Regions from separate parts of the Gasterosteus aculeatus genome. Here region 2 is linked to region 1. Evidence: chromatin contacts called from public Hi-C data. All regions are on one chromosome and are shown on one strand. Each heading gives the region's core, a stretch centred on a gene start, on an enhancer-like site or on the middle of the called end of the contact. The rest is flanking DNA. Distances are from core to core; before and after follow the strand shown. Region 1 overlaps LOC120833385. Region 2 holds the start of LOC120833384.

Region 1 (2,700 bases), core at 155-2,654:
TTGACTCCTTTTAGGCCAACATCATCAGGGTTTCATGACTTATTCTTCTACTGGGGGCAGTAAAACTTAAAAAAGGAGAAAAAATATGAATCTCAACGTGGAATATAGTAAACGTTGAACCTGCTAAACACCAATGTGTTATCATTATGCGCATGTGTGCTTTGGTGCATTTGGTTTTCTAGAAAAAGAGCAACCGTTAAAATGTGAATAAAAAAATCACTTTACAGTCCTACGGCAAGGAGTAAAATGTGTTCCTTTCCTGACAGTTACAGCACACCAGGTTGTTTCACAGTGCTTGATTAAAATGCATTTAATATTTCAGATGTGGCCAGCCAAAGTGATTTATTATTATTATTAAAGAAACTGAATGCTTTCCTGTGTGTGATTTGTGAGAGAATTCATGGGCATGTTTGAGCATGAGAAATGCACGAGATCGTACCACGCTGAGACTGGAAAACATTCTTTCATAAACAATGTTAAAAATACCTCAGAGTCTTGCTTGCTCATTCACACTCCAAGAAACATTCTTAGTTTTACAGAAATACATTTACAAGCCAAGTTTATTGTATCTGTCTGAGTATGACATACAACCCTCATAAGTAACTGACTATACAACTGTAAACACTTTTGATACTTTTGTCTGCAGGTGTAATTTTCTGTGTATTTTAACTTAAGATAAACCCATATTCCATTGGTCTAAACAAACTAATGCCCGCATTGAGGGGATGCTTTTCAGATGATGTAATACTCCAATTGATCCGCCAGGTGGAGCCACAGACAGTGTTTTCAAATGCAAGGCCGAGGCAGATCGTTCAATGCTGGAGGACAATACTCCTCCTTGCACCATATAAATACAAACAGGTGGAATAAGCTCAAACATGATTCAGATATTGGAGAAACAATTAGCAATATTTATTTCCAACTAACACAATGTCTGATCACAAACAGCAACTAACACAATGTTTGGTGACAAACCGTTAGTGAAACACATTATTTATGTTTTTTGGGCTCCTTTCTCGTACTGTCTGTGGGAATATTCCTGTATTCACCTTCTGTCTGAAATGTTCCGTTTCCGTTTTGAATCAAACTACACACGTGAAAAAGAGGAAGGTGCAATTAACACAAACACTGATTTAAGGAATCTTTCGAAAGGGAAATAAGTAATTCAAAGGAAGACCATTTAGAGAAAAAAATATTTACATTTTATTATTATTATTTGATGTCTTAAAAGAATGGGATTCGAAATAAACACTCTCTCATTCAATGATGTGTATCAAATGGTGAACAACTATCTTTCATTGACCAACCCCAGAGAAAGCTCTTGAAACGCACACTTTCACACCTCCTTGAGTCACACAGCCTCCAGCTGTGCAATACTCAGACAATACAGCGGAGCTCCTTTCACCTGCTCTGCTCTCATCGCTTTGATGTATTCGTCCCAGCTGTTCCTCGAGCTGTGCCATCCTACACTGGTGATCACAGTAATTGTGAAATAGAACAGACCGTAATTGCCTCCTGTGGGACATTGCCACCAGTAAGTGCCCCGCGTAATGGCTTTGGAACAAACAGGCAGAGCCCAGATAAACGTATACCTACCCACAAAAGCACTGAAGCATTGGCTGTTAAGACAAAATCAGAACAAATAACTTGTTTTTCTGCACTAAGGGGTGTGGGGTGGGGGGGTGTATCAGCTCAAAAAAAAACATCTATACAGTCCTTGAGGAGAACAAATGTCAAGATGTTCCTAAGAGAACACATTGTAACGGGAAAGACACGGCGAAGGCAGACGCCTGCTGTGCCTTCCTCACAATCGTTGGAAGCACACAGCTTTTGATTTTCCCAACCGTCACAACCTTCTCTGCGCTGTTGGCTGCTTGGACCGGTGTTGTTGTGGGCTTCGTCTCAATCTGATTTAAACTAACGCAGCTGCCTAAAGGTTTGTGCAATACCTGGTTTACCGTCCCTGATGTCCAGACTCATCTATCCAGGGAAATCAATGGTTTCAGAGTTGGAAATTCTCTTTGGCTCCGTATTTGAGCTCAAATCACTACTTTCTCAGCCATGTATTATGATGACATGGCTTTCCTTGTATAATGTCCTGTTTTCTCTTTTCAGGCCGTATCACCATTGTCCCAACAATTTTCATTAAAATAGTGTTGCAAAGGCAGCACATTATGAGAATCACGCTGACCTTGAAGAGGCCTCGCTGCAGGCGTTTTGTGCTGCCATCATAGGAAAAACACAGGTGATACTGACACCAGTAACAGAGGCTCAGATGTGATGGAAGTTTCCCAGTGAGCCTTGACAGCGAGCCGGCAGGAACAACACCGGGGCCCCAAAAATAAAGAAGTAAAACGGAATTCTGCCGTTAATTATACATGTGCTTCTCCTGCTGTGACATATGAAAATGTCCTGTGTAAAAAGAGAGGCCCATCCTGTCCAAACAGGCCTTTTATTAGTCTGCTTAGAAGCAGTTGAGACACACACACACACACACACAGAAGTGAGTGTTGGTCTGACGAGTCTCTCACTGCCTCAAAAACTCGGTCATCAACCTGTAACAACAGCTGTGCGTCCCCATGTGGACCAACACGTCAATTAAACCTGCTGTATTCATGCACCTTGAAACACGCTAACTGTGAGAAAACGCGAGCTAATTCTAGTAATCTGGTGATGATGATAATTTCTCATATTATTGAG
Region 2 (2,700 bases), core at 184-2,683, 66 kb after region 1:
TTCACAATGTGCTGCTTGGGCAATGTAAATTAAATCATGGAATCATAACAAAAGTTGGTCTGACAGTTAGCGCTTCATGGGAGTGATACTCGATCTGTTATTATAATTGTCTGAAGGTTTTCTGGGAGCAGTGTAAAGTTTCCCACAAACCCTCCGCAGAGGTCAGAAGTGCTTCTCTGTGACGTCCTTTGAACGTCGACACAACTTTACTGTAATTTATATGTATTAATCCTGCTGATGAAGCGGGATAGCTCAAAGTTAAACAGGGATTCCCTGGTTCTTTTACCACAGTTGAACTGCATTGACTGTTGTCCTGGCAACCTTATGTCACAGAGTTACAATGCCTCTCTGTCTCAGCTCAGCTCATCGGTTCCATTAATTACATTACATCTGCAGGGACTCAATGAATAGAAGAACCTGTGGTCTCCTCCTCTGAGGAAAATTGAAAGAAATGTACATTATATTATATCATTTAGAAGTAGTGGCATCAAGTCTGTAAAGAGAGAGGACATTTTGGATGAAACGATTGAGGAGCACAGATCAGTTTTAGAGTTTTTCATCCTGGAGTTTAGGTCTAAGGAGCCTTATGGAGCCTCATACTATACTGCTACAGGATGTGGTGAGTGTTTATGTCGGTATTTAGTTGTTCTTCATGTTACCTGGTGGGGAAAGAGGCCCAGACAGTTTTACTGGAATGCCTAAAAGCAGGCAGCTGTCTTGTTAAATGCTCTTGAGAGATTTAGTTTTGACATATGGCAGAAAAGTGTCTTCGACTAAAGGACGACACAAATCAGTTTAATGTGCTGCTCTTCCAATTGAGCAGTTGAGTCATAATAATTTACATTTCTCATCTTACACATGCTTTCTTATTGTTGAAAGAGAGCAGAGGGCATTCGTATACTTTGTAAAAGCATCTCACACATTTTCCTACTGTCCCACAATCCTTTAAATTCACATGGTTTTGGTGGATTTGATGCACAAAAAAGGTTTACCAAAGGCTGAACTTGTGGTCCATGGGAGGAGGAATATTTTTTAATTCAGAGACGCCACAGTTATGCAGCGAGCTGGGCTGTGGCTTCCTTCTTTGGGCGGATCCTCCCCCTCGTCTGGAAGCTGTTGAGTTTTCTTCCAGATGTGGCCGTGTGCTTTTTCTAATTATACAATGTTACAGGCAGAGCATAACAGAAATAAAGGTTTGAAAAACAACACAAACAAGAGATAAAGGGGTGGAAGTGTTGGGTACTAACTTCAATTAGGACTTTTCTTACTTTTGGACGTGCAAAACTATTTATCTATTTATTGCAATAGTTTACGTTATTGCAATAATTGCGTAATGACGAGGATGTTCTCCTATTAAAAAAACATTTTTAAAAAGTGGTTTGACACATATATTCATATTGAAATAATCAGGATAACACAATGGGCTTATAATGAAGACGAGGTGTTTAATTGGAAGGATTCCCAGACATCTTGCACATGTTCTCAAAAAGAAATCAAAAAGCTGCGTACACGCAGGCTCATTCGTCTGTTTGCCTCTCACATTCACACTTTACAAAATGACAGTTGTTTAAAAGCAGGTTTCTTTGACTTGGTCGCCCTCAACGGGGAACAGATTGCACAGCTGTGCGACTCACGCGCACACACACTGCAAACACACAAGCAAGAGACGAGAGGGGAAGAGCCCTTAATGAAGGATAGCGGACAGCTCCTTTGCTCTGGTGAACTATTGGGTGCTGCTTTGGCAGCGAGATGCTCCTGCTGTGTCCTTTGTATGTACAAGTGGATCAAACAAAAGCTTATTGAGGAATCTCTGGGAAGCCCGAGCTGTTGGAAAGGAATGTCCTTTTCTCTTGGAGTCCTAATTAGTCACCGGAGGGCCCGTTGAGGTGGAGGGGGGCTCCTGGACACGGCGGGCGGACAGGATCTCTCACTCACTCCTCACTGGCCTCAATAAAATCTATTAGCTGAACACAGAGCGGCCAGAGGCTGCTCATTGCTGCTGATGTGATACTGATGAATCAAACTCATTGGCTGCTTTTGGCCTTTTCATGGTCACACGGGCCCGATCCTTATTCCGTGTCCTGGGAATGGCTACATACTTAAATGCAGTAATCAAGTAGTTTGAGAGATCCAGACGTAAAAGGCGGTAGTTACTATTAACTATATAAAAGAAAGAAAGTGTGCGTGTGTTTCCGTCTATAAGAAGGAGGAGTTTTCTCGCTGCGCTCCTGCGCCAAACGGGTGTTGCGTAAGTATTACGCTGCGCCTCATCCTGATGTGGAGTCACCAGAAAGTTTACCCGCTGTGCGCCTGTGGAAAGGTGGCGGGACACCGACGAGCTGCCTTTCCGACGTTGACCTTCTTGAAAACTGACCTTCAACACTGCCAGGATCTTTGTTGCTTATAGTTCAAGGGGAAGATAGATGGTTCGCACGAGGCGTTTGGAAATGGGACTTTGCCGTTAGAACCGCGAAAGAAGCCAGACGGGCGGCCATGGGCAGCGGCACGAGCCGGGGGAAGAGGGTGACACCCGCGTGTGTCAGCGAGGTGAACGTGACCAAAACCACGGTGGGCGTCACTCCCTCCGTACAGGAACGCCGTTCGTTCAAGCCCCTCGAAGTCGGTGCGATTCTGCGCAACGCGCGCAACCGCGCGCAGCCGGACCGCCACAGCGATGGACACGACTCGGACTTCTCTGGG

Evidence for each region. A called contact is a pair of places that touch in the nucleus more often than the background predicts.
Region 2: a Hi-C map of whole body shows a contact between it and region 1, with 5 times the contacts expected there. The contact joins the promoter of LOC120833384 here to the enhancer-like site in region 1. A contact is called at or near these places in 3 of 6 Hi-C or Micro-C datasets (liver, skeletal muscle and whole body).

The regions. Positions count from the first base shown.
Region 1 is chr15:10,833,712-10,836,411 of fGasAcu3.hap1.1, forward strand. All of the region lies in intron 1 of LOC120833385, which reads right to left. Among protein-coding and RNA genes, the nearest start is that of LOC120833218, 13 kb to the left of the region's middle. Within about 2 kb of position 1,405, at least 1 of the 9 cell types and tissues checked has open chromatin away from gene starts, as enhancers often do.
Region 2 is chr15:10,899,389-10,902,088 of fGasAcu3.hap1.1, forward strand. LOC120833384 reads left to right here and starts at 1,434. Exons shown (of 2, transcript XM_040200449.2): 1 at 1,434-2,700. The coding sequence starts at 2,494.